7 separate regions of the Mus musculus genome follow, and all the other regions are linked to region 2. A link is a contact called in public HiChIP or PLAC-seq and promoter capture Hi-C data. All regions are on one chromosome and are shown on one strand. The core of a region is the stretch at or near the end of the contact, and the rest is flanking DNA. Distances in the headings are between cores, read along the strand shown.

Region 1 (3,354 bases), core at 99-2,598, 1.9 Mb after region 2:
TGGCTGGGATCTCCTTGGGTGGAAGTGGAGGAAGGAGAAAGATAAGAGGCTTAGAAGGGTGGAGCCTGAGGCCAGTGGGAGGGGCCAGAGGCTGGGAGGGCTGGCAAAGAGGTTACTGCAGTGGGTAGGGGGTGGGGAGGAGCGGGCTGCAATCAGGCACTGTAGAAGGGGTTCTCCCTTCCCCGTGGAGAGAGGAGAAGGTCAATGCAGTGAGGAAGGGGAGGTCACTGCAGTAGGGGCGGAGTACATCTCATGACAAGATGGGAGAACACCGCAGTGATGAGGGGAGGGGCAAGCAGCGATTTCTTCGCCCCTCAGCAGCTTCACCGACCAGTGGGGTTCCCCTAGACTTCCCCAGGCGGGATGGCTGCCAGACTGGCATTTTTTCCCTTGGATCTTGGAACAGAAAGAAGAGGGGTTGTCTGGGCAGGTGGATCCCCAACTTGACAGCCCATATACACAAGGTCTAGAAAACACTCCGGGGTCGTCACCTCTCTCCCAAACACGAGTTCCTCATTTCAAGAGGAGTCTGGGGACAGCGTCCTGGGACCAGGCCTCCAGTCCCTAGAGGCTACGGTGGGGAATGATGAGGTAGACCCATCGCTTTTCTACCCCCGGACAAATTCCCCACTCCTCCTATCCCTCCCCCAAACATCGGAGAAAATGAAATGTCAGAGAGAGGGGAAGAGAAGGAGGGACCAAAGGACGAGTCTAGAGCAAGTCTGAGGCAGTCAAGGAAGGGTGAGAGGGTATCTTCGCAAACGCAAAAGAAAAAAAGGACGTGCCAGGATAACAACCATCTCCTGTGGAGACATCGAACTTAGGAAACAAATCGGCAGGACCCTAGACGAATACCGGCGCGGGGAGAGGGGCAGGCGAGGGTGGAACCGTGCAGTTAGAGAAGCGGATGCAGAAAGCTGGTACCTAAACCAGGAGGAGGTGACAGCCAGAAAGCCGGGAGCTGTCCGGGAAGGCCAGAGATGGAGGGTGCCAGGGAAGGCAGGTGACAGTCAGGTATGCAGCGTCACCCGCCCGGGTCGCTAAGCCCAGGACAACGGGGAGTGGAGGCGGCAAGGAGCGAGTAAGGGGATGCGGCCCGATACGGGCCTCACCTCGAGGACTGCAGACTCAGTCGGTGGCGTTGGCGGCGGTGGCGGTGGCAGTGGCGGTGGTGACGGCGGCGGCGCAGAGAGAGCAGGAGTGGCGGTGGCTGCGGCTCCCAGCGCGGGCGGGGGGTGGGCAGGGGGCGGCGCCTATAGAGCCGGGAGGGCGCATGTGACCCGGGGGCCCCGATGAGTCAAGAGCTGCAGGCGGAGACGCATGTACGAGCGCGGGTGGTGGTGGGGAACGGAACGGGTGGGGGAAGGGCTGGGGCGATCCAGGACCAGGCTGGCAACCCCTTAAGCACACGGATGCTCATAACCCATGTCCAGCCAACTCGAGGGAAACAGGCGTCGCCTCATTCCAGTACTGCGGCAGGTACTAACCCAGACGGGTGGAAAAGCCCACCCACAGGGGTTCAGGAACTCGGTCACACACAAAAATATAAAAAAATGCCTTTTTATTTGAAACCTCAACTGGCCCATCACAGCTCACTTCCTCAGCGCCTCTCTATAGACAACACCTACTAGCATCCTAGTTTTACCCCCGACCTGTGCTTAGGAGTTCAGGCCCACAGAACAAGCCACACAGACAGATGACTGCCAAGGAGCCTTGGGATGTGATGGATTTCCAGTCTGGGACAAAAAGGAGCATCTCCCACTTCCTGTGACGGGGCTATGAATGTGGTGGTCCCCCACTGGAGTCTTATCAGTTCTTGGGGCCAGTGTCCATGGCTTCCTGGAAAGAGAGAAGAGAAATAAATCAATCGTGTGCCCCAGGCCTCTCAGTCTCTGCCTCACTCTGCCCTCCTTTCGCCTCCCCACCCTGGTGTCCTGTTATTTTTAGCTTCAGATTTTGAGTGCAGGATCTTTTCCCTGGCCCAGCTACATCCTCCACGCACCACCGGCCACCTCTTTCCCTCCTGAGCTCCTTCCCACCAGTCGTCTCTACCAGCTATACAGCGGTCTTCACCCCACCCCCACCCCCAATTAGTTCTTCTCTCTACTGTGGTCTCCTGCGTGTCTTATCACTTTCTGGGCCCCTCTCATCTTTCCTTCATATCTAAGCTATCTCCAGCCCCTAACTCTGGCCTCTCGTCCCGTGTGCCCAGCCTTTGACCTCCTGGGGCTGTCTTCCTGGCATCACCTTTACTGTCCCTGCAGGCTGGAAGAGCCACTAAACTGGTGGCAAGTACGGTTCCATGTCCTGGTCCGGATCGAGATCTTGATCCTGTTCCTCCTTCAGCCTCTGACGGATCTCCTCGGCCTCTGCCCGGTCATCATCCTCATAGAATTCTTTGTCCAGGCGCTCAAGGTGCGCCATCTGCACCAGGGCCTCCTGGCGGTAGTCGGTCTCATCCGCACATGGGTTGTCCAGCAGCACCAGGGCTCGAAGTTTGGGCAGGTCCCGCAGTTTGGCCAGCTCTGCCAGATCACTAATCATATTGCTCCTGTGGATGGGGTTGGGGAGGGGTTAACTCTCAGGAAAATGGGCTTTGATTGTCAGCTAGGAATTGGGCTGCCTTTGTAAGAGGAAGCAACTCTGGGCTCCCCGAAAGCAATGATGGTTGAGGACCGGTAGCAATGATGGTTGAAGAGGACTTGGCTGGATGCATTTCCCTAATCCCTATGCTTCACAGAATCCCTAAATGCCATGTGATGTGTCATCTTTGGGGCCTAGCAGTGGTGGCATATACCTTTAATCCCAGCACTTGGGAGGCAGAGGCAGGTGGATTGCTGAGTTCGAGGCCAGCCTGGGCTACAGAGTGAGTTCCAGGACAGCCAGGGCTACACAGAGAAACCCTGTCTCGAAAAACAAACCAAAACAAAAAAGTTGGAGCAGCAAAGCTAGGCCTCATCCCAGCTTGTATTCGGAGAAGAGGGGCAGATGTCCCTTGTGGGAGCAAACATTTTGTGTCAGGGGTTGGAAGGATCAGGTGAGCAGAGGAGGAGCCGGGGCCCAAGAGTGGGGTGCTATGGGGTGGGGGCGCTTCCTTGGGGAAGGAACGGAGAGCTAGGGATGGATTGGGCCTCCCAGCTTGAGTAAAAAGTCTTCTAATGTACTTCTTTCTAGAACTCTGCATTGGGATGGCCGTGTTCCTGCTTTCAAGCATTTATGAATCCACTCCTAAGCATCCCAGACTGATCTTCATAGATGCTCTGGGCCACTTTGAGCTCTGCTGGCATTTTGTTAGGCTCACTGATCAAGTACGTATTTCGCATGCACAAGGCCCTAGGTTTGATGGATAGAACC
Region 2 (3,753 bases), core at 1,098-3,597:
ATCTATTTATGTTTACATGTATGAGTGTTTTACATGCATTTGTGTGGTGTGCATATATATATATATATATATATATATATATATATATATATGTGTGTGTGTGTGTGTGTGTGTATTTATTTATTTATATTTATATGTATGTACACACACACACACACACACACACACACACACACAAACCACCTGTGCACCTATGGAGGTAACTAGAGGGTATTGGTTCCCCTGAGACTGTTACAGATGGTTGTGAGCTTGCATGTTGGGGTTGGAAATCGAACCTGGGTCTTCTGGAAGAACAGGTGCTCTGAACTTCAAGCCAATGCTTCACTCCAGGATCAGAAGTTTAAAGCTATCCTTTGCTACATAGAGAGTTTGAGGCTAGCCTGGGCTATAAGACCTATTTTATAACAATGCCTCCCCCTCCCTAACTCATTACATAGTGTAGGCTGGCCTTGAACTACTGATCTTCCTGGTTTCTCCTCCCCAGTGTTGGGACCATAAATACTTGCCATTGTATAGGGTTGTGCTTTTGTGGTGCTAGGGATAGAGGCCAGGGCCTCATGCTTGCCAGGCAAGCCCTCTACCAGTTGGGCTGTAAGCCTGGCCCCATCTTATCCTTTTTACAGATAGGGTCTCATGATATAGTTTAGCTGCCCTTGAAATCAAGATCCTCCTCTAGCTGCCCTTGAACTCAAGATACTCACAAGTGGGTGCCACTAGGCTGGAGGAAATGAATCTTTTCACATGGATACTGGAAGTGTGGGGAGGGAAGAGGCTTTGTTAGGGGGCTCACTGACTGGCAATTTGAGAATGACATGTTTTCCCAGTTTAAGCCAACAATGTACTAGAGGTTTAGACCCTGGCTCTAAGGCCATTTGGGTTCAACACCTGACACAAAGTAACACTACGAATTGCATAATGGTGCGAATTACATGAACTCAGACACAAACAATATCTTCAAGCTGTAGTTACACTCTAAAGGCCTGATACTGCTGCATGGAATTGCCAGTAAGAATCAAGTGTGATAACACACGGAGAGTGTGAAGCCTTAATGCAGACGTTGTATGTGTAATGTGGTTATATGTACAAGAATGTAAGTAAATGGCAGTAGGCATATATTTAGCCAGAAGACAAATGACATCTCTTTCTACAGGGAGTCATCAAACTGTCATCTTTTTGAGCAATTCAAATATCAAGTGAACAATTTCTTTTGTCTTATCATTTTATAATAGAACACAATTGGAGAAAAGTAAGCCAGAGGGTGATATACCTAAGAGTTTGTACTGGAATAGCATGACTGGGGAGGTAAGAGATGGGCTAACCTGGTTCTATTTCCTGTCCCAGGATGGAGATTATTCTGTAAGAAGTAGAGGGATGTGCTGAGAGCCCATTCTATCTCCCTGTGGCACTCAGGATAACATAGTCTATAGAAATGTCACTTGACTTTAGCACAAAGGTAAAAAAAAATGACATTTTATAAGGGAAATGAATAATCATGCTTTGAACCCTTTGTGTACTAGACCATTTTAAAAAGCAACTCGTAAATCATTTCCTTTGGTGACTGCGACATCCATATTAGTAGGCAGGCCAGAGTATCATAGTCCCTTCTTCACAGGCTATGCTTCCAGAAACTAGGGCCTTGCACAAGTTTGCAGAGCCGAAACTAACACAAGACCCCATTTCCCGATGCTCATTTCTCTATAACAGACTCATTTATCTTTTTATACATCCTCGATCCAATCTTTCACTGACCTCCAGGATAAGAGTAAACTTTAACTTCACGCCCGGCCCTATAACCCTTTATAAGCTGTCTGGAAGAGAAAGAGAGGAGCCATCAAATGCGTTTCTGAGAAAACTGGGAATACTTGTCTTAGGCGTAGACCACAGCACAATGAGAGGTGTGTGTGGCCCTTAGCGTGGACGCTGGCATCGCCAGTGCCCGGGACGGAGGGTCGGCGACCCGTGGGCTGCGGGGCTCCGCGCTCCTCCTTAACCCGCGCCGGGAGGCGGCGGCCGCGGCGGCGGGAGGGGGAGGGGCGCGGAGCGCGGCGCCGAGGCCGGGGAGGAGCCGGGGCCTGCAGCGGAGCTGAGCCGAGCCCGAGCCGAGCCCCGACGCGCTCCGTCCGCCTGCCGGCTCCTGGCTGCCCCGACCGGTCGGAGCCTCAGAGGTGGCAGCGCGGGGAGCCCCACGCTCCGGGAAGCGCGGCGGACGGGGGACGTGACCCGGGAGGCGCTGCCGCCCGGCAGCGGGTGACGGGAGCCCGGACCGCGGCCTCCGGGACCCTGCTGTCCAGGCCGGCCGGCCAGGCGGGCGGGAGCCGGAGTGCGAGGACCCCACCCTCGGGACACCCTGTGCCGGGACCTGCTCCCTCTCCCTTGGGAGGGAGGACCCTCCCTACTCCCCGGACAGCCAGAAGAGATCGCCGCAGGGCACGCGGCTGTCCCTCCCACGGTGGCTCCAGCGGAGACCCCCAGAAGTCGGGAAGGGTAGTGAGACCTGAAGGACCCGGAGTGAGACCTCCCTCACGCCTCAGCGCACTCCAGACAGTTTGGGACTTTTGAGGCAGAGAGAAAGGGAGCCATGCCTGTGGAGTAGGCACCCCGCATCCCACCCGGGACTCACCGCGGAGAGGCGTCCTGATACGCACAAGCCAGGACCCTCCAGGGAACCGCCAGGAATTGGTTCCAGTTTGCTGGAGAGTAGAAGACCTCGCCCCTCAACTTCCGTGCACCTAGACAGTGGACCGGGGCAGAGCCCCTCCACTCAGATCTCCAACTGACAGAAAGAGCCCTCAGCCCCTGAAAGATCCAGTTTGGGGGGGGAGGGGGATTCCCCCAAAGGGGAGGAGACAACTCCTGGCTGGGAGAGGCTCCTCCCCTCCTCCCTAGGGTAGCAGGCAGGGGGTGGGGGGTGTGCCATCTTCCCCAGGTAGGTCCTCCCTCTCCCCCTCCTCCTCCTTCGACTCCTCTTCCTCAGGGGACTCAGTTCCCTGCTCCAGCCTGGGAGGCTCCGCCAGGCACTGGAAGAGTCACTGAGGATGCCACCTGTCACCTGCCTCTGAAGAGGGGAATCCCTGCAACCTCAAACTTCTGTACCAGGTGGTTTCCTCCAGCGGCGGGGGGAGCCTTGGAGACAGGTTAGTGCTTTCCGTTCTGTAGTCTTTAGACACCAGGAGGTGTGGGGAGCGGAAATGGTGGAGCTTAGGGTTCATTCGAAGGGAAGAAGAAAGACCCCTGGGAAATGTCTTCCGATGGAACTTTTGCACTGGAACCCACATGTTGCTTCAGAGACTCTGAGAAATGGCCTTTTAAGATTTTGGAGTCCAAAGGGTTGGGTCATTTGCAGCCCCTAGAGAAGTTGATGCTTTGGACTGAGAACAGACAACAGGTGCGTTTTCAGGACGCCATGGTGTTAGTAACTCAGGACACAGCACAGTCAGAATCCCACAGCACTGTCCATCTTTGGGTCTTGTCCTCTGGTGACTGGACCTGCAGTAAATGACCTGCAGTCGTGGGGGCATTTTATGGATTGTATTGTATCGTCCAGGGCATGCCTAAGTCAGTTTAATATTCAACAGACGTCTTCTTTCCAGTCTATTACAATGACTGCTTGCCTGACTGGCGACAGGTCCCCGCCCACTCTGTCTTGGATACCAGGAGGGAGGCCCCTTTTGACAACCCTACTTCAGGCTGGATATCTGCCTCTCTGTGTAAAATCCAAAGGGAAATGCGAATGCACATGTCCTGGAATGAGAA
Region 3 (3,478 bases), core at 682-3,181, 1.7 Mb after region 2:
CACTGAATGCATTTGTCTTAGTTGCTGTTCCATTGCTGTGAGGAGACACCATGGCCGAAGAAACTGATAGAAGAGAGTGTTGAGTTGGGGGCTGGCTTACAGTTTCAGAGGGTTAGTCCGTTATCATCACGGAGGGGAGCATGCTGGCATGCAGACATGGGGCTGGAGAAGTACCTGAGCTCTCAAGTGCACCACAAGTGCCAGGCAGAGAGAAATCCTGACTGGGCCTGATGTGGGCTTTTGAAACCCCACAGCACACTCCCAGTGACACACCTCCTCCAACAAGGCCACAGTCTCTTCCACTATCGGGAACCATCCTCATTCAAACCATACTTTGTGTGTAATGAAACCACACGACCACATGCAAGACGGAAGAAGCAACTCGCTCTTCTCAGATTGGTGTGTGAGTCTAGAATGCAAATCCTTCTGCACACCTGCCTCCTAAGAACTAGACAAGCCATGTCTGCACGTGTTCCCTAACACACTCACCTCGTCATGTGTTCCCTAACCCTCCCACACTCACCTCTGCCTATGCTCCCTAACCTCCCCATGCTCACCTCTGCAGTGCTCCCTAACCCTCTCACACTCACCTCTGCAGTGCTCCCTAACCACCCCCATGCTCACCTCTGCATCCTTAACCTCCCCATGCTCACCTCTGCAGTGCTCCCTAACCCTCCCACACTCACCTCTGCCTGTGCTCCCTAACCACCCCCATGCTCACCTCTGCATCCTTAACCCTCCCACGCTCACCAAGCCACGGGTGTGTGTCTTCCCTTGGCAGGGGGTGCAGGGAAAAATCCTCTCACTCACGCTGTGACTCCTGATATGATTAACCTTACAGCTTGGGTTGACAGCTGAGGTGAGTCCCGAGGGATTCAGAGATTCCTGGGGATGGACCACAGCCTGCTATATGAGGAGCCTCCAGATGTTGTGGTAGGGACTCAAAATGACAAAATGCATGAACTCACCCCTTCTTTTTTTAAAAAAAGATTTATTATTTATTTTATGTATATGAGTGCACAGATGGTTGTGAGCCATCATGAGGTCGATGGGAATTGAACTCAAGACCTCTGCTCGCTCCGGCCCAAAAATGTATTTACTATTATATGTAAGTACACTGTAGCTGTCTTTAGACACACCAGAAGAGGGCGTCAGATTTCATTAAGGATGGTTGTGAGCCACCATCTGGTTGCTGGGATTTGAACTCAGGACCTCCGGAAGAGCAGTCAGTGCTCTTAACCGCTGAGCCATCTCTCCAGCCCGAACTCACTGGTTCTTGACCAAGAAGGAGAGGAAAGAAAGACTCGGGGGTTCTTGAGTCACACACTTCAAGTTCTCCAAGAGGCAGACTGCTGGGGTAAATGAGGGGGGAGGAGAGATTAGTTCATTAAAGGCAGCAGTAGAGTCATAAGAAGTGTCACACAAGCCACGATACAAACATATAGTTAATAATATTCCAGAAGAACTGGGTATGCAAGTCCTTGTGATCCCAGCCCTCTGGAGGCTAAGGCGGCAGGATTGGCATGATTTGGAGCCCAGTCTAGTCTGCAGAGTGAGTTCTAGGACAGCCTGGGCTACAAAGTGAGACCCTGTTTCAAAAATACAACCAAGATCTAGGTGTGGTGTAATTCTAATGCTAGAGAGGAGGCAGAGCCTCCACTAATAGCAAGCTGGAGGCCCAGTCCAGGTTTTGCAAGACTATCTCAGCTCCCATCCCCCTAAAAAAAAGCAAAGAGCCAAAGGTCATGTGTACATATGTGTACATGTGCACATACTCTGCTCTCTCACGTGTTTTAAAGGTCTTTCCTTTCAATTATGGTGAGAGCTATTCCTGAGTCTGTCAGCAGGTGGCAGACCTGCACCCAGAGTCTCAACTCATTTCCAGTAACTTCTGCCTTCTCCCTAAAGGGCCTCCTCTAGCCCCACCTCCTACTCCCTGGCCTGAGCCAAGCACTCTAGCCAGTTCCAGATGTCAGGGTTCAGAGGCCTGGTCCCAGAGCTGGAGAACAGCCTATGGAGTTCTCCCACCACAAGCTGCATGAGCAAGATGTGAGTTTGCACCATAGAGGGCCCTGGAGAAAGAAAGGGGCTGGGAGAAAGGAAGGGAGGAAGGCAGGACATGGGGTTACATAAGTATACACACACACACACACACACACACACACACACACACACACACACACACACACACACACGGCCGGGTGGGGGGGCAGGGAGGGGCGGAGGGTAGACAGATGACCCAGAGGGAACTAACTGAATTTGCCTGTTCAGTGCTCTGAGCCAGGAATTATTTAAATGACCCTAACTTGTACTCCAGGAGGGGGTTAGGAAAGGCTGAGGCAGGAAGCCATCTGGGTTAGACTCACAAAGGAAAAGGAGCCATAATAATGTCTTCATAGGATAGAAACCCCGCAGTCTTGGAGATCGGGCTACAGAGGAATCCAGATAGGAACCTACACAGACTCGGTTCAGGAAAGTGGTATCCAGAAGTGCCCAACACTCTGGGGCCACGGACACAACTGCTAGTCCCTAAGCCTCCGGAGCCTTTATCATCTCTGGCCACAACAGAACATACACACACAGCCTCTGGTAGAGCTGTATAACCTCACCTTGTCTTCCCTGCTCACTCACAGGTGCTGGTGGCTCCTTTGGGGAATCCTCCATACTTGCCCCACACAGGCCTCTGTGCTTTTGGCCCAGCAGTCACCACAGCAACTGACATCCCCTGGATACCCAGAGCCATATCTCAAAGGCCAGGAGAGCCACACTGACATCGAGGCTCCAGAGGGGTTTGCTGTGAGGCTGACCTTCCAGGACTTTGATCTGGAGCCATCCCCAGACTGTGAAGGCGACTCTGTCACAGTGAGCTGGACAAGGGGGTGGAGAGCTGCAGGGGCTCTGGGGAGGGAGCCTCCCATGGGCAGTGGGTGATAGCTCTGCTCTGAACCACCCATCTAGAGAAGAGATAAGGTGTCCAAGTCAGAGGATCTAGGGCCTAGCTACAGCCTGATCACTCAGTATACAGCCTCCCACCCGTCCCTGGCAACTCACCAAGGGTTCCACCAAGGCATCCGCAGGGACCCACCAAGCTCTGAGAGAAGGCGGCTGCGGGGCAGAGCCTGAGTTTTGAGAGCTTACAAAGAGACACATAAATATTGTTGCTCTACAATCTTGTCAAAGGCCCGGGATCTCACCCTCCCTAGCTAGACCTTGTTGAGTGCTTTCTCTACTGAGTTAGGAAACTGGATGTAATTAATGACAAATGTTCACCCTCAGAAGAACAAGTGAAGACCGATCAAGTTCACCTGGGATGAGAGGCCACAAAATCACAGCAAGGGCATTATTCAAAATAAGAGTTCTTTTAAATCATAGTATGTTATCTTTTGAGTTAAATTTTATTTATATCAAAGTAAGATATGCATATAATTTTTAAAAATCAGAATCTTAGCCAGATGTGGTCAGTGAGACATGTTATCCC
Region 4 (3,790 bases), core at 367-2,866, 1.6 Mb after region 2:
CCAAAGGCAGACATGGAGAGGGGAGGATAGATCATCAGAGAGAAACTGAGTCACCAGAGGGCTCTCACCCCAGTGTCTCATGATGAGCAAGAAATTTTGATTTCTGTCCATTCCCATAACCACAGCCCAACCAACATCCTGGTATCTGCAGGCCTCTCCATTTCGTGGGGATGACCACCGTAACCCTCTCCCTTAATGAAGGCCTCGAGATGGTGTATGGGAGGCCGAGCAGGAAGTGAGAAGAAGCCTGAGAGCCAGGAGGACCACCCTGAGGTAGGAGCTCCAGCCAGACATGGGAGACAGCAGACAGAAGAGCAGAGGGTACCAAGGGCCGAGCCAGGCACCCTACAACCCTGTCTTTATGCCCTTACCAAATGAGCCCTCCTTCCTACCCCTGTCTTATGTCTACCTGCTGCCCTATATCCGTTCTTCATCCCTTCTTTGCTTCCTGGCTCTTCCTTGATTTCCTCCTCCCCCACTTCTCTCCTTTCCTCCTTCTGCCTCTACCTTCCTCCTTTCTGATCCACTTCTTATTCCCACTCCTCACCTCCCCTTCCCTCCTCAGATTCCCTTCTCACCTCCTTCCTGGAGCACCCCTCCACACACACCCTTTTCTTCCCTTTTCAGACTTTCTCTGTCCCCTCTACCTACCTGAACCCTCGGCCCCTGGCCCCAACCTCCCCTTCCCTCTGACAGTCTCACCCAGTTGAATTTATCTGCTCTCTGCCAGAGAGGGCAGCTGTGGTAACCCACAACCCAGCGGATGCAGGCAGAAGGGTATGGATGCAGAGAGACACGAAAATACATACGTGCTCGGAATTACTGAGCTGCGGTACACAGTTTCTCCCCAGGAAGGGATGAAGACAGCCAGATGGATCTGCCACACACCCTTAGTATGCATGAACACCCAGTGAAACGGAACCTGAGGGAATGTCACCCTCGGGGAGCAAGTCCCTTTGAGACAGGAGGTATCTACCAGCATGGAAGGGTTGGGGGAGGGGGCAGAGAGACCCCAGGTGGGAACAGATATACAAGCAGGATGTTAGGCAAGCACATGTAGAGATGGACCAGCGAGGAGGAGCTGGCCCTTGGAAGTGAGAGCCAGTCTGAAAAAAGGATGGAAAGGGGGTGGTGAGAAAGGAAAGGACACCTGTCTCGGACACCAGAGAGCCTGAACATCCCCTTCCCTCCTTACCCCCATATTGCTCAGCCTGACGCCCCAGTTCAGAGGCTCCCATCCCCGTCTATCTCACCTTTGTTGCCAGAGCTGATTTGAAGCAGAGAGGCCAGCAAAAGGGACACCAGCAGGAGGGTCATGGTGCGGTGCTAAGCACGCCAGGCCAGGCGTTCCTATCCCCTGGGAGCCTCAAGCCTGCTAATGCCACCTTGGGGGAGAAATGCAGAGACTACGAGGGAAGGGCAGGGGGACAAGATCGGAAAGGAGCCTGCCGACCACTCTAGTCCATATAGCAGATGTGTTCAGACCCGCTGGGTGGCTGAGATGGGGGACTTGCAGTAGCTTCTCTCTTCAGTCTCCAGCCCAGCGTCCTCACTCTCGCTTGCTCTCTCTATCTCTCTCTCACTCCCACCCCATCCCCGCTACTGCAGGATGACGTCAGCACAGCCAGGCAAGGATTGATGGGGCCGCTGGCCAATTAGAAGACTGAGGGCACCAGGTGCTGCAAGGGGGGGTAGGGAACCAATGCGACTGGGGAGCAGGGGCGGGAGAATGTGTTAGGGCTTTTTCCCCTGGCTGCAGTTTGGGGGAGCAGAGGAACTGCGGGGGCTAGAGAGGAAGCAGGAAAGCCATGGAGTGGGTAGAAGATACGAAGGATATCAGAAGACCTAGCCGAAAGGCAGGAGGTAGGGTGAGACAGAGACGTCAAGAGCCTTGGGGGTGGCCAAGAGAGGCAGTATCCACGTCACCCACCCCCAATTCTGCATTAACCTCTTTCCACAGCCCATTCCATTAGCTAGTCCCTGCTGCGTGCTTTCTGGAAACCTGGAGGCAAAACCTCGAGTAGGAAATTCTAGCATTTCAGTTCCAACTCAGGGCCCTGTGGGCGACAGCGGAGGGCCAGAAAAACCTAACGGACAGATAGACAGACAAAAAAAAAAAAAAACAACAACAACAACAAAAAAAAAAACCTATGACAAGAGCCCTAGGTGAGGAAGAGGAAGGACTCCCGGCAGCCCTTTCCACACACGCTCCTGGAAGGGCAGTTCATCTGCATCTGAGATCGTCTTTTCTTACTGCTTACAGTCCCTGATTTCCCCACCTTAAACTGTGATCGAGCTGCCCCACATCATTGGTCAGTTTGGGAGGCAAGTGGGCAGCTGCAGACATGGTACACAATGATTTCAATATCCTCCAAGCCGTTAGGATGTGCCTTGGCTGAGGGCTGATGGTATCCAGGACTCGGAACTGAGAGGGAAACCCTGGGTCCCAAATCAAAGAGTATAAAATCTTCAGCCTTCCCTTGAACTCATCCCTCACTGATGGTCATTTCCTCTGCCTCCCCAAACATGCCCCAGAAGACCAAGAACACCCGTTTAAGAACCATATTCAGCCAATGGTAAGGGGGCAGGGGAAGAGCTGTGAAGGCCTAGAGTCCAGGCCTTTAGTACTGTGGCTCCTGTCTCCTGTGGCGGTCCTCACTCCCAACTCACACCTCTGAATGCCCCCTCCCTCCCCTTCCTCTCAGTCTAAGAATAAAGCCAGAACTCACAGCTGCTCCACACACTGCCTGCCACAGCAGCCTCCAGTGGAAGCCCGTCCCTCGGGGTTCCCAAACCTGACCGAAATGACTCGGAGGCCAAGACTGACACTCAGAAAGCTCAAGTTCTGAATGACAGACAGCTCTAAGGTCATTCCACAGAAAAAGCTGAAGCCAGGAATGACTTTGTTAAGTCTCAGTCGCTCCAGGGCTACACACAGCAGACCAGAGCCCATCACTGCAGCGGGGCAGAGTGGGGCTGCATCTCTTTATATATATATATATATATATATTCTAAATAATTTATTTTAAAAATGTATTCAAGGCCTTATAATCTTGGAATTTCTTGGGGTTTTAGGCTTTAGACTTTTTTTTTTCAATTTTTTTTATTAGGTATTTTCCTCATTTACATTTTCAATGCTATCCCAAAGGTCCCCCATACCCACTCCCCAATCCCCTACCCACCCACTCCCCCTTTTTGGCCCTGGCGTTCCCCTGTACTGGGGCATATAAAGTTTGCAAGTCCAATGGGCCTCTCTTTGCAGTGATGGCCGACTAGGCCATCTTTTGATACATATGCAGCTAAAGACAAGAGCTCCTGGGTACTGGTTAGTTCATATTGTTGTTCCACCTATAGGGTTGCAGTTCCCTTTAGCTCCTTGGGTAATTTCTCTAGCTCCTCCATTAGGGGCCGTGTGACCCATGAAGCTGCATCTCTTACTGCAGCAAGGAACCAGCCCTACTAAAGCCCTGGTTAGCTGGGTCTTCCCACACTGTGTGTGGGGACTGACTTGAAGTCTGTGAGCCTCCTTTTCCAGACAGCCCCCTTGACTCCCCAGTCTACTCCTGTCTACACTGGGAACAATGTCTCCCTCCCAACCTGTCCCAAAAGAACTTGGAACACTACCTAGATGTCCTAAGTAAGAACTTCACCCTTCCAGACCCTTCCTCCCACTCTCTTCCTCTTCCAGGTCCCACTGAGAAGCCATGTTGGAGTGGGACAACATTGGAACCTGTTGGCTTAGCATGCATTTCCCTGCCTCTCACTCACAGTCTTGACAGAGCTATGGCAG
Region 5 (3,706 bases), core at 673-3,172, 1.8 Mb after region 2:
TGTCTAAGATCTTCAGTCTCACATGAAGAAGGGGATGACATCAGAAAGGGATACATTTGGCTCTCTGTGCAGGCCAGTGGTTCTCAACCTGTGGCTCTCAACCTCTCTAGCAACCCTCTATCTCCAAAAAATATTTGCATGATGATTCATAACAGTAGCAAAATTACAGTTATGAAGTAGTAACAAATATAATTTTAGGGTTGGAGGATCACTACAGCATGAGGAAGTATATTAAAGGGTTGCAGCATTAGGCTGAGAGCCACTGGTCTAGGTTATGCCTAGATTAGAAAATCTTAATCCAGGAAGGTTGTAGTCTGCACTTTTCAGGAAGAGTAAAGCAGTTCATATTTAAAAAGAATGGCAGTGCTGGCAGGCTGGCTCTGTGGTTAAGAGAGAATATTGCTCTTGCAGAGGGCCTGCATTCAATTCCCAGCACCCATATCACACCATTCACAATTTCCTGTAACACCCAGACACCGGGGATAGGAAATCTTCATCTACACACCACCCACAGAGGCACAACCCTATTATTAAAAATAAAGCATTTTAAATTAAAATTTAATTAATTAAAATAATTGCGAGCCAGAGAGATAGCTCAGCGCGTTACAGCACTTGCCAGCACTGAGTTCAATCGTCAAAATCCACATGGCAAAAGACAGAGCAGTCTCCTGAAAGTTGTCTTCTGGCCTTCATGTGTGTTCTGTGGCAAAAACTAGCCCTTCCTCCAACATACCCCAATATATACACAAATAAATGTAAAAAAAAATGCCTTTAAGTATAAATAAAAGGACATATGAAAAGGCAGGAGACATAGCTCAGTGGTCCAATGCTTCCTTAGCACACGTAAAGCCTACGTTCAATTTCCCAGTAAAAAAAAAAAGGGGGGGGGGGGGCTGGAAAAAAGTATAAAATGCCATGGAAGTGTAAGCCATAGCTGAACTTTTTAGGACAAGAACTTGTGAACCCCTTTGTTACACACCCCATACACTGTCACTTTCCCTGGGGTCAATCAGTGGGAAGTGACACTGCATAGGAGGAAAGGGCTCCTATTTTGCTTCATGCCTCTAGTGCTTGAACTTTCATCAGGAACATACATTACTTAAGCCGTGACAAAACTAGCCTAACTGTTAATTAAAGCGGCAAGTGTTAAGTAGGCTCTTTTTAATATAAATAGGCAGATCCTAATTTCATTGCCTCCGGAGAGAAGGTCCGTTTTACTATAGAAAGGGAACTCTGCATAAGGACTAGGGTTGTAGCTCCGGCAGGAGAGCGTGCACGCGGCACCGGTTCGAGTCCCAGTACTTGAACAACCGAAAAGGACCTGCATCGGGAAGAGCTACGTAGCATTAAAGGGTGTTCTTGGGCCCCTGGGCTCCCCCAGAGCCTTCAGGAAAGGGCTGGGAATGCAGGACCCTCGCTCTCCCCCCCTCCCCCGCCCCCGAGGAGACACCGTTAGGGGGCGCTCGTGGGGTGACAGCAGACATTCGCTCCGCTCCGTTACATGCCCCAGTAACCCCAGCGCCGGCGACCGAGAGTAACCTCGCGGTCTGGTGACGCCCCCGCCCCCCCCCGCCCCCCCCCCGCCCCGACTCTCGCCTGCTCCTGTCTCAACCAATGGGAAGGCAGCGAGCAAGCCGGCCGGACACCCGTCCGACCCACTCCTGCCCGGAGCCGTCCGGACCGAGTTGTACTGTCACCTCGCCTCGCGCTCCCGCCTGCTCCAATAGCAGCTGGGTCGCGATCGCAAGCCCCGCCCCGCCCCGCCGGCCCGGCCCGTTTCCCTTCCTCACGGGAGTCACCTTTGCCTTACAAACGCTCGGCCCCGCCCTCTTCCTACCTTGCTGCGCTCGGCCCCGCCCCCGGCTGGCTCGACCAATAATCGGGTGGGTCTAGAGGCTCTGGGCGGGCCCGCAGCCAATGCGCACGCCGTGGGCGGGCCCCCGGCCGGAATTGGGGGTGAAGCCACCGCGTTCTGCCCACATTCGGGGCGCGGAGCTGGGGGTCCCCGGGGGGCGCCCGCAGTTAAGATGGCGTCTACAGCGGACGGGGACATGGGAGAGACGCTGGAGCAGATGCGGGGGCTGTGGCCGGGTGTCGAGGATCTGAGCCTTAACAAGTTGGCGACGTCTCTGGGCGCGTCGGAACAGGCGCTGCGGCTCATCTTCTCCATCTTCCTGGGTAAGGACCCTCCTGCCTGCCTCTGCCCCCTCGTGGAGTCCCAAGGAAATGGGCAGAATGGGGTCTGGGGACAGGACCTGTCTGTCTGCCCCGAACCTGGGACCCAGGAGGGCTTGGGGGTGCGGGTCATCAAGCACACCAGCCAGCTATCGAAGGGAAGACAAGTCTGGTCTCAAGTCTGGGGGCCCGTACCCTCTGAACCTCTTCCCATTTTCTTTGGCCCATACTGTGCCCTTTGGCTCCTCAGTCACCTCCCGCCTTGTCATCGATATGCCGGACTGTGCCCTTGCGACCTATGTCTGTCTGTGGCTCTCAAGAGTTCGACTGTGGCCATGAGTACTACTTATTTGTTATTAACAGCTCCCATCATGCGCTCTCCTTACGAGAGGCATAGGCCCTCGAACTTAAGATATTTTAGCCCTACGGGCCTCCTCTGCCCGATTATTTCATACTATGTCTTCTCGGTCTATTTTGTGTATTGCCAACGTATAGTGTACTTTCATCTCTTTTCTGTCCACTTTCTAGTATTTTCTTGTACCATATTGCTTTCCCCCTTAGCCGCCCACCTGTCATTTACTCTGGAATACATTCTTACACTGGGCTTGGGAAACAGCACTATTAACAACCTTAAAAACTCCATGCTTGTTCCAAGGGACTATTATTCATATGGTTCAAAGGATGTGATGTACCTGAATTTATGTCGCAACAAGCTGTGTTATATATTATATATATATTTTATAGTCTTTTAAAAACCGCACTCTTCGAGGTTTTTTAATACATGAGGTAACGTGGTATGATGGAAAAAGTGTGGACTTTGAAGTTAAAGGAGTCCCACTCTTTACCGTTTGTGAGTAGCAACCACTCTTGTCGCTACTCACAAACGGTAAGACCCCCCAGGCAAGCCATTTAACTGCTCCGCATCTAATTCTCTTATGAGATGAAGACAGCCGTGCTTAGCATTGGATCGCTGTAAAGTCCGGTAAGAATTCTTAGGTCAAGATCAGTGATCAGAGACTCGATTCAGTAGGTTTTTAAGTCCTTGGAACTTTTGGGGAAGGCTGCATAACTTTAACCTGAGAGAGGCGTAAGTAGAGGGTTAACTGTAGGAAGTTTGAGATAAATTGGGTGTGGTGACTTATGCCTTTGCGGCTCAGTGCCCTGGGACTAAGGCAAGAGAACTGTGAGTTTGAGCCTGGGCTAATGGTTTGAGACCCTATTTTTAAAAAGGGGGGGGGGAGGACTGGAGAGATGGCTCAGCAGGTAAGAGCACTGACTACTCTTCTGAAGGTCCTGAGTTCAAATTCCAGCAACCACATGGTGGCTCACAATCATCTGTGATGAGATCTGACACCCTCTTCTGGAGCGTACTTACATATAATAAATAAATAAATAAATAAATAAATAAATAAATAAATAAATAAATGGAAAAAGTTTGAGACAATTGGGCTGAGAAGAATAAATAAAAGAAAAAAAAAGTTGGAGACAATTGGGCTGGGAAGAGTTTAAATTCGAGAAAGAAATGTGGAAG
Region 6 (3,579 bases), core at 177-2,676, 1.7 Mb after region 2:
TATGTTTAAACAAAATGGAAATGGGGCAGGACCTGAGGTGGTAAGGTCCAGGTTTGGCATATTTTTTTGGTCAAGTCACATGACATCAGAACAGAACTCAGAATCCCTAGAAGCAATGTAGATGAGATTTTTCAATTGACTTGCTTTCTTGGACCACACCCTTCCATCTGATCCTTCTGCCACAGTTATGAACAAGCCATGCACATACACACACACACACACACACACACACACACACACACACACACCTACTTCTTAGGATACCAACATGCAATTCACTAGGCAAGATTTCCTCTTCCTTCTGTCTTCTGATCTAGTCCATTTCCTATCCCTCATCATTGGTCTTTCCCGACCTTATCTTACCCTGATAAAATCTTGGAAGCCCTCCCCACCCCTCCCTCTCTCCTAGCCACTACCTTCATTCAGGCTTCTGCCCCAGTGCTGGGAAAATCTTCCAAACCTCCGTGCGTTTCACATCTTGTGTGTGCCTGCTCTCCGGCCTCATGCCAAGGTCACTGTCAAGGGGAGACTGCCTCCATCGTTGTGGATCCTTTAAGTTCACAGGCTGACCCCTAATACGAATTATCCCATACGTGGACAAGTCGGGAGAGAAGAGCGAGTAGGGGAGGAACATTTTCTCTAATCAGGAACACCTTACAGGAACTGGCATGCCTGCTCTGTAGTCCAAGCCTCCACAAAACAAAGTGCCATAAATTTTTTGGTGGAGACAGGAACAAATTTTTTAAACAGGACACCATGTCCTTGTGGACAGCACAGCTGTCCCGGGTACCTGGTTTCCCTTCTAAGAAGAAAGAGTCACTCTCCCTCTGCGGCCACACCCTTTGCTTGAAGCGCTAAGTAGTTGTATCCCTGAAGACTCGAGCTGACCATATGTCCAGGAAAAGATGTTTCTTCCACTCTGCAGCTGCCCTATCTTCAACAAGATCTAAGTTCACTGGGAAGCCAGAGTTCAAGGATGGAGGCGGGAGCTCAAAGCATAGCCTTGCTTTAGTGTCCTGTGATCTTGCAACTCCATCACACTCATATCCACACCTGTACACCTCGGTGCCCTCCTCAACCCAGTTCTTCTTCACCTCACCCTGTGCATTGAAACCCCAGCTCCTTGGCTTCCAGGTGAATAAGAATTGCAAAAAAGGGGCCAATAGGAAAGCAGAGCCTTTAAGTGCCTCCACAATCTACGATGCCTGTGGCGAGGATCCTGGAATAAAGGGCAACTAGCAGCCCCAGGAAAGTCTCCCAGAAAATGTTAATCCGATTTAGAGACCCCAGAGTCTGGCCCTCCAAACCAAATGTTTCCAGGTCCCTAAAACTTCAGATCCCATCGCCTCAGCCATTCCCCAAATGGACCACCAGATGGCACCAGCAAGCAACGAGGATTTCAAAACCAAAACTAAACTGGGAACTCAGATTTTTTTTGCTGTTTATGCAAATGCTTCATTCCCTGAAACATTCCTCCGGGAATGGTCACCCCCTCCACTGCCACAATCCTTCCCTCCCCTGTATGCCTACTCCCTCCTTCAACTTACAGTGCCTGAAGACTCTGTCAGGAGAGCTGAGGACCCAAAACAAACTGGCCTTGAGACATGTGAGTAAGACTGATGGGTATCAAGGGAGGAAAGAGGAGTTGGGCATAGGAAGCAAACATGCGCCCATATTACTTTAAAGAAAAAAAAAAAAGAATACGGAAAGAAAATGGAAGGGGAATAAGAAGAGGAATACAATATCCTTCTTCCCATACTGCCAGCTCCAGAGCACATACTTCTCAGGGTCACTCCTCAGCCCTCCTCCCAGGGTCCAGACCCTTAGACATGAGCTGAGCTAGCCTCTCCTTTCTTGACTCTGGGTTCATAGCAGGGTAACAGTGAGGGGAGGGAACTCTCTGAGAGAGGAGAGAACCCCCCCACGTGTATTTCTCAGACCCCACATGTGTTTCTCTCTCCCCCCCCACACACGTGTGTTTCTCAGACCCCACGTGTGTTTCTCTCCCCCCCCCACACACACACGTGTGTTTCTCAGACCCCACCTGTGTTTCTCAGACATGATGAAGGGTTTCTCCCAGGGGTCTTTGCTGAAGCCTTGGGAAACTTTGCAGAGCCATCACTGGAAAACTTCACCCTCAGATAGCTTCTACTCCAGGAAGAAAAGGAGGCAAAAGAGAAGGGCAGAGAAGGCAGTTCAGAGGCTGGGGGTGGGGAGTGTGATAGAGTCCAGTGACCCCTGGACTGGGCACTGACCTACGAGAAACTCAGCTGCAGCAGATGCAGAGGCTGCTGATGCCCCCAATCACAGAACCACTATGAAGTCTACAATGGGCATGGGGGAAGAACCAGGCAGTTTAGTCATCCTATTCCTGCCTAAGGCAGTTCAAATAGCAAGGGTGCTACACAACACCCTTGATCCTCCAGCCCCACAAACACTCGCCTCTCTCTTTGACAGGTGGCTCTTTGCCCTCCTGGTGACCCTGTTCTATGGGGTGGAAGGCTCCATTTACCTCCCTCAGAAGCTCTATGGAGAGGTGACCTCCCCTCTGTATCCCAAGCCTTACCCCAGTGACTTGGAGACAACCACTGTGATCACTGTCCCCATGGGGTACAGGGTGAAGCTGGTCTTCTGGCAGTTTGACGTGGAGCCTTCTGAAGGCTGCTTCTATGACTATGTTAAGGTAGGCGTCAGAGTGGGAGGGAGGGGAAACAAAACTGGAAGTTTGTGCTCTGAATACTCTGGACAATATGCCTGCACCCCATCACTGTACAGCTCTGTAGAAATGTTGGCCTTGGGTCGCTGGTGCCATAGAGGGGGTATCCATGGACTTTTGAGGCCTTCAGTGAGATTCATGAGGAAAAGGGGCAGGCATGGGGGTGTTTGTTCCAGTAGATTTCACTATGTATTGGAGTTAGGACACAGCTAACCATAAGGCCTTGAGAAACAGCCATGCCTCAGTTTCCCTGAATGGTAACCTACTGCATCCAAAACAAGAAGAAAAGAAACATATGAAAGGTGTCACATGTCCTTCAGGGAAGACAAGGACCTTGGTCACCCCTGTATGTACCCTTCAAAGGGTTTCTTTCTTAGCCTCATCTTTCTACATCCAGTAAAAATAAAAGGCAGGATTCAAGCAGAGCCTATGCTCTTCCTCGCACTATGAGGCTCAGGCAACAGCCAGGAGACTAAGAAAATAACGAGAAAACTCCACACTTCCCCAACAAAGGGGACTCAACAAGTCTGCAGCGTTGAGGGAGGGGTGCATCCCACGGCAAAGCTAGCAAGGAGAACGTCGTCTGCTTTGGACAAAGTAAGGAATCTGTGAGACAAAGCAGGGAAGACACTAGGTGATGCTGGCCAGTGAGGAGACCTCTGGGTACCATTTGTACTATCATGTTCAGCTGGGTCTATCAGGAGGCTGAGTTGAGTGCGGCTTTTAAAACAAGAATTGGTGGAAGGAGTTACAGAGACAAAGTTTGGAGCTGAGACGAAAGGATGGACCATGTAGAGACTGCCATATCCAGGGATCCACCCCATAATCAGCTTCCAAACGCTGACACCATTGCATACACTAGC
Region 7 (3,469 bases), core at 937-3,436, 1.9 Mb after region 2:
TAATAAATGACAATAAGGGCTGGATAGATAAGCAGTTAAGTGCTCAGCAATTAACAGCACTGCCTGCTCTTCCAGAGGACTCCGGTTCGATTCTCAGCCCCAACATGGCAGCTCACAACTGTCTGTAACTCCAGTTCCAGTGGATCTGACATCCTACAGCAATATACATGCAGGCAAACCACCAATGCACATGGGAAAAAAAAAAAAAAAACCTTTAAACAATAATAATGATGGTGACTGATAATAGACAATCACTGAGGGAGGAATAGATCTGCCTGTAGTTAGGATGGGAATAACAACTAACTACAGAAACTTTAAATCTGATTAACTGATCACTTAATTAAAAAAAAAAAAAAAGAAGAAGAGGAAGAAGGGGAGGGCACAGAAGAGATGGCTCAGCGGTTAAGAGCACTGACTGCTCTTCCAGAGGTCCTGGTATTCAATTCCCAGCAACCACATGGTGGCTCACAACCATCTGTAATGGGATCCGTTGCCCTCTTCTGGTGTGTCTGAGGACAGCTACAGTGTACTCAGAAAAAAAATAAGTCTGGGGAAAAGAAGTCGACGGGGAGAAAACCACTTTTCTATTTGGTGTCCATGGAGGATAGACGGGAAGACTCTCACCTCGGGTTACTGGGAAACGCACTCCTCTTAAAGGACTGTCAATCCAGATCCTGTGTGGTTTAGTTAGTAAGGTACACAACCACTTTACAAAGGAAAAACAATCTTGTTTTCTCACAGTCACTAGGAAGGGGCTAAGGACCAAATTTAAGCCCAGGGCAGACCTGGCATGGTGAAATTCACCTATAAATATTCTAATATTTAGGAGGCTGAAGGTGGAGAGTTCCAAGCCAACCTGGACTGCATCCCAAGACTGCCTAAAACCACCACCCAGCAAGAGAATGTGTGTGTGTGTGTGTGTGTGTGAGAGAGAGAGACAGAGACAGAAACAGAGGGGAGCAGGAGTTTGGGAGGGAACTTCTGGGCCTACACATTGAACAAGTTTAGCTCTGAAAGGCAAGACATACAAAAGAAGGAAGGAGCCGGGCGGTGGTGGCGCACGCCTTTAATCCCAGCACTCGGGAGGCAGAGGCAGGCAGATTTCTGAGTTTGAGGCCATCGTGGTCTAAAGTGAGTTCCAGGACAGCCAGGGCTATACAGAGTAACCCTGTCTCAAAAAAACAAAAAGAAAAAAAGAAAGAAAGAAGGAAGGAAGGAGGGGGCTGGAGAGATGGCACAAACTTTCTTGTATAAGACTCAAGTTAGGTTCCTAGCACCTTCATGAGGTGGCTCATGGCCACATGCAGACTTGCATGCATAAATAAAGGTAAAGTAAATATTTAAGGGGGAGGGTAAAAAAGCAAAGACAAAGGCTTTTTAAATAATCTGATCCAGACATACTTCAGAATAGGTAAATACAGAACAAGCTGCCAGTCAAGCCCCATTTAACAAAATAAAGCATCAAGTCCTTGGTAGTAAAAGGCTGGGGAAGTCACTGGCCTTTGGAAACGTGGGAACCCTCAATAGACAATGCTTCCCTCATTTTGCATTATACATCACAGACTCCGTGATAAGTCAACTAAAAGCAAGGCGAGGGCTGAAATGAAAGTCCAGAGCAAAAGGACTACCCCCAGGATATCAACAGCCTGGAAAACTAGGTCATTCTTCCAGAGCAAATTTCAAGGCTCCGCTTTTCCATGCACTCTGCGGCCCTGGTTCCCACACAATCTGATCCATCAATTCCCTACCTCCGCACTCACTGTTCAAAACTACCTTGACTGTCTCCAGACTGGCCCCTTCCAGCACCACAATGAGCCTCCGGCCTCCGCACTTGCTTCCTGCCCCAAGCCGGAGCTTCTTAGGCGGCGTAGTCTCCCAGTCCTGCTCCTGCACTGAAAATCGCCGCTCACGAGGTTGGAAGCCACCACTGGCCGCAGACATCTTGTAGGCAGACCGGAAGTTGCACCGAAGTCCTTAAGTTAGAACTTCACGTCCGTCCTCACGGCCAACTTCCTTCGAGCTGCCATTTTGAAAGAGGGCGCTCGAAAATGGCGATGCCCGTACGGAAGCCTCTCCGGGAGGGCACACCATTCCCCCCCACCAAGAGGCGGGACTTCCGGATGCGCCATTCCTGTGCGCGGAGTTCAGGGCCGCCCGGGCGGAGGGGGGCGGGTCCGGAGGGAGGCGCACTTCCGGTGCCCTTTCTCCCGCGAGCTCTAAGGCCGCCGATCCTCGTGTGCAAGGCGAGGTCTGTAAGCTGGAGCGGGGCAGAGGCTGGCGGGCACCCCCTCCTGACCGCTGGTGCCGCCGCCGCCGCCTTCGGGAGGATCAGACATGGCCCAGAACTTGAAGGACTTAGCTGGACGCCTGCCCGCCGGGCCTCGGGGCATGGGCACGGCGCTGAAGCTGCTGCTGGGGGCCGGGGCGGTGGCCTACGGCGTCCGCGAATCCGTGTTCACCGGTGAGCAGCCTCCTTCCGCTGGCCGGACGTTGCGGTCCCCAGACCCACGGTCCTGCTATCCCCCAGGTGTCCCCGTCCCACCTACGCTGACCAGCACTCGGGCCAGTAGCCTGCCCTGACTCCCACCCCTCTCTCCGCAGTGGAAGGCGGTCATAGAGCCATCTTTTTTAATCGTATTGGTGGCGTGCAGCAGGACACGATCCTGGCCGAAGGCCTTCACTTCAGGTAATGGCGGGCAGAGCGAACAGGCCCTGACCCTTCACCCTTGACGGCTGCAGCCAGACTTAACAATTCGGAGCTGCTTTACCCCTTCCTCACGCCTGCTCTTGAGGACAGTGGCTGCCTGAAACTCCAGCAATGCATAAAGGGCTGTTCTCGACTGGGAAGAGTCCTTGTGGTCGTGGGGAGGAACAGGCCCAAGGACGAGTGGTGAGGGGAACCATCAAAATCAATAAAACTGCAGTTTCCCAACTCCTGTCCATGACCTCTCCTCTCCAGGATCCCCTGGTTCCAGTACCCCATCATCTATGACATTCGGGCCAGACCTCGAAAAATCTCCTCCCCCACAGGCTCCAAAGGTAAACGTGGGCAACTGGGAGCCTCAGGGCACGTGGGGAAACAAATGTAAAATGAGCCTGGCCAGGCTGCCAGAATTGGTTGTGTTTCTGAGGTCTTGGTTTCTACGTCTGCAAAAGAGCCATGCCTCACGGTTCAAAAAACGGTGCATTCCAGTACTTGGCATGCATGCACGTTTTAACGTTACCTTCTGCCTAGCATAAAAGGGATAAGAGTTGCCTTTCTTCCTGGCTGCCTAGGTCCAAGTCTGTTTTTAAGGCCTTTTTTTTTTTCTGTTGATTTGTTGATTACATCCACAGTACACCTTGCTCTGGAGAAAGTGCCCCCACTCTTCACTAGCTGTTGCCCTGTAGACCATAGTTAGAAGGCCTGCCTTTGAGATTCCCCAAGCCTGGGCCTCATTCCCATGTACACACCGAGGCAAGTAGCCCA

What was found. Promoter capture Hi-C pulls out the DNA fragments that hold promoters and counts their contacts. HiChIP or PLAC-seq counts read pairs in DNA pulled down with a chosen protein or histone mark.
Region 1: a promoter capture Hi-C map of maxillary cranial neural crest shows a contact between it and region 2. The contact joins the promoter of Eno2 here to the promoter of Foxj2 in region 2. A contact is called at or near these places in 4 of 39 promoter capture datasets (the 3T3-L1 cell line, cranial neural crest, embryonic stem cells and 1 more), 3 of 115 datasets of contacts at active chromatin or transcription factors (astrocytes, large pre-B cells and pancreatic cancer cells) and 1 of 9 other capture datasets (embryonic stem cells).
Region 3: a contact with region 2 is called in a promoter capture Hi-C map of embryonic stem cells. The contact joins the promoter of C1rl here to the promoter of Foxj2 in region 2. A contact is called at or near these places in 10 of 39 promoter capture datasets (the 3T3-L1 cell line, cranial neural crest, embryonic stem cells and 5 more), 6 of 115 datasets of contacts at active chromatin or transcription factors (astrocytes, embryonic stem cells, forebrain and 2 more) and 1 of 9 other capture datasets (embryonic stem cells).
Region 4: a contact with region 2 is called in a promoter capture Hi-C map of embryonic stem cells. The contact joins the promoter of Clstn3 here to the promoter of Foxj2 in region 2. A contact is called at or near these places in 12 of 39 promoter capture datasets (cranial neural crest, embryonic stem cells, frontonasal cranial neural crest and 7 more), 12 of 115 datasets of contacts at active chromatin or transcription factors (astrocytes, embryonic forebrain, embryonic stem cells and 3 more) and 1 of 9 other capture datasets (embryonic stem cells).
Region 5: an H3K27ac HiChIP or PLAC-seq map of acute myeloid leukemia shows a contact between it and region 2, with 5 times the contacts expected there. The contact joins the promoter of Lpcat3 here to the promoter of Foxj2 in region 2. A contact is called at or near these places in 9 of 39 promoter capture datasets (the 3T3-L1 cell line, cranial neural crest, embryonic stem cells and 5 more) and 6 of 115 datasets of contacts at active chromatin or transcription factors (acute myeloid leukemia, astrocytes, epiblast stem cells and 3 more).
Region 6: a contact with region 2 is called in an H3K4me3 HiChIP or PLAC-seq map of embryonic stem cells, with 5 times the contacts expected there. The contact joins the promoter of C1ra here to the promoter of Foxj2 in region 2. A contact is called at or near these places in 4 of 39 promoter capture datasets (the 3T3-L1 cell line, hippocampal neurons, second pharyngeal arch cranial neural crest and 1 more), 5 of 115 datasets of contacts at active chromatin or transcription factors (astrocytes, embryonic stem cells, forebrain and 1 more) and 1 of 9 other capture datasets (adipose tissue).
Region 7: an H3K27ac HiChIP or PLAC-seq map of embryonic stem cells shows a contact between it and region 2, with 7 times the contacts expected there. The contact joins the promoter of Phb2 here to the promoter of Foxj2 in region 2. A contact is called at or near these places in 7 of 39 promoter capture datasets (the 3T3-L1 cell line, the HPC-7 cell line, cranial neural crest and 3 more), 1 of 484 Hi-C or Micro-C datasets (B cells), 12 of 115 datasets of contacts at active chromatin or transcription factors (the 230-238 cell line, astrocytes, embryonic forebrain and 5 more) and 2 of 9 other capture datasets (adipose tissue and embryonic stem cells).

The regions. Positions count from the first base shown.
Region 1 is chr6:124,768,325-124,771,678 of GRCm38.p6, forward strand. Eno2 (enolase 2, gamma neuronal) reads right to left here and starts at 1,349. Exons shown (of 12, transcript NM_013509.3): 1 at 1,113-1,349; 2 at 1-13. It overlaps Lrrc23 (leucine rich repeat containing 23), which reads right to left. Exons shown (of 8, transcript NM_001302555.1): 7 at 2,248-2,551; 8 at 1,545-1,839. The coding sequence ends at 2,278.
Region 2 is chr6:122,817,837-122,821,589 of GRCm38.p6, forward strand. It overlaps Foxj2 (forkhead box J2), which reads left to right and starts at 2,348. Exons shown (of 11, transcript NM_021899.3): 1 at 2,348-3,134.
Region 3 is chr6:124,491,182-124,494,659 of GRCm38.p6, forward strand. C1rl (complement component 1, r subcomponent-like) reads left to right here and starts at 1,932. Exons shown (of 6, transcript NM_181344.5): 1 at 1,932-2,049; 2 at 2,634-2,862. The coding sequence starts at 1,970. Gm44096 (a long non-coding RNA gene) reads right to left here and starts at 3,221. Exons shown (of 3, transcript XR_003956364.1): 1 at 3,052-3,221; 2 at 2,610-2,954; 3 at 972-1,349.
Region 4 is chr6:124,463,168-124,466,957 of GRCm38.p6, forward strand. Clstn3 (calsyntenin 3) reads right to left here and starts at 1,617. Exons shown (of 18, transcript NM_153508.4): 1 at 1,254-1,617. The coding sequence starts at 1,317.
Region 5 is chr6:124,661,182-124,664,887 of GRCm38.p6, forward strand. Lpcat3 (lysophosphatidylcholine acyltransferase 3) reads left to right here and starts at 1,923. Exons shown (of 13, transcript NM_145130.2): 1 at 1,923-2,178. The coding sequence starts at 2,028.
Region 6 is chr6:124,511,195-124,514,773 of GRCm38.p6, forward strand. It overlaps C1ra (complement component 1, r subcomponent A), which reads left to right and starts at 1,427. Exons shown (of 11, transcript NM_023143.3): 1 at 1,427-1,606; 2 at 2,458-2,683. The coding sequence starts at 1,605.
Region 7 is chr6:124,710,103-124,713,571 of GRCm38.p6, forward strand. Phb2 (prohibitin 2) reads left to right here and starts at 2,187. Exons shown (of 10, transcript NM_007531.2): 1 at 2,187-2,461; 2 at 2,602-2,686; 3 at 2,960-3,039. The coding sequence starts at 2,335. Emg1 (EMG1 N1-specific pseudouridine methyltransferase) reads right to left here and starts at 2,076. Exons shown (of 6, transcript NM_013536.2): 1 at 1,774-2,076. The coding sequence starts at 1,941.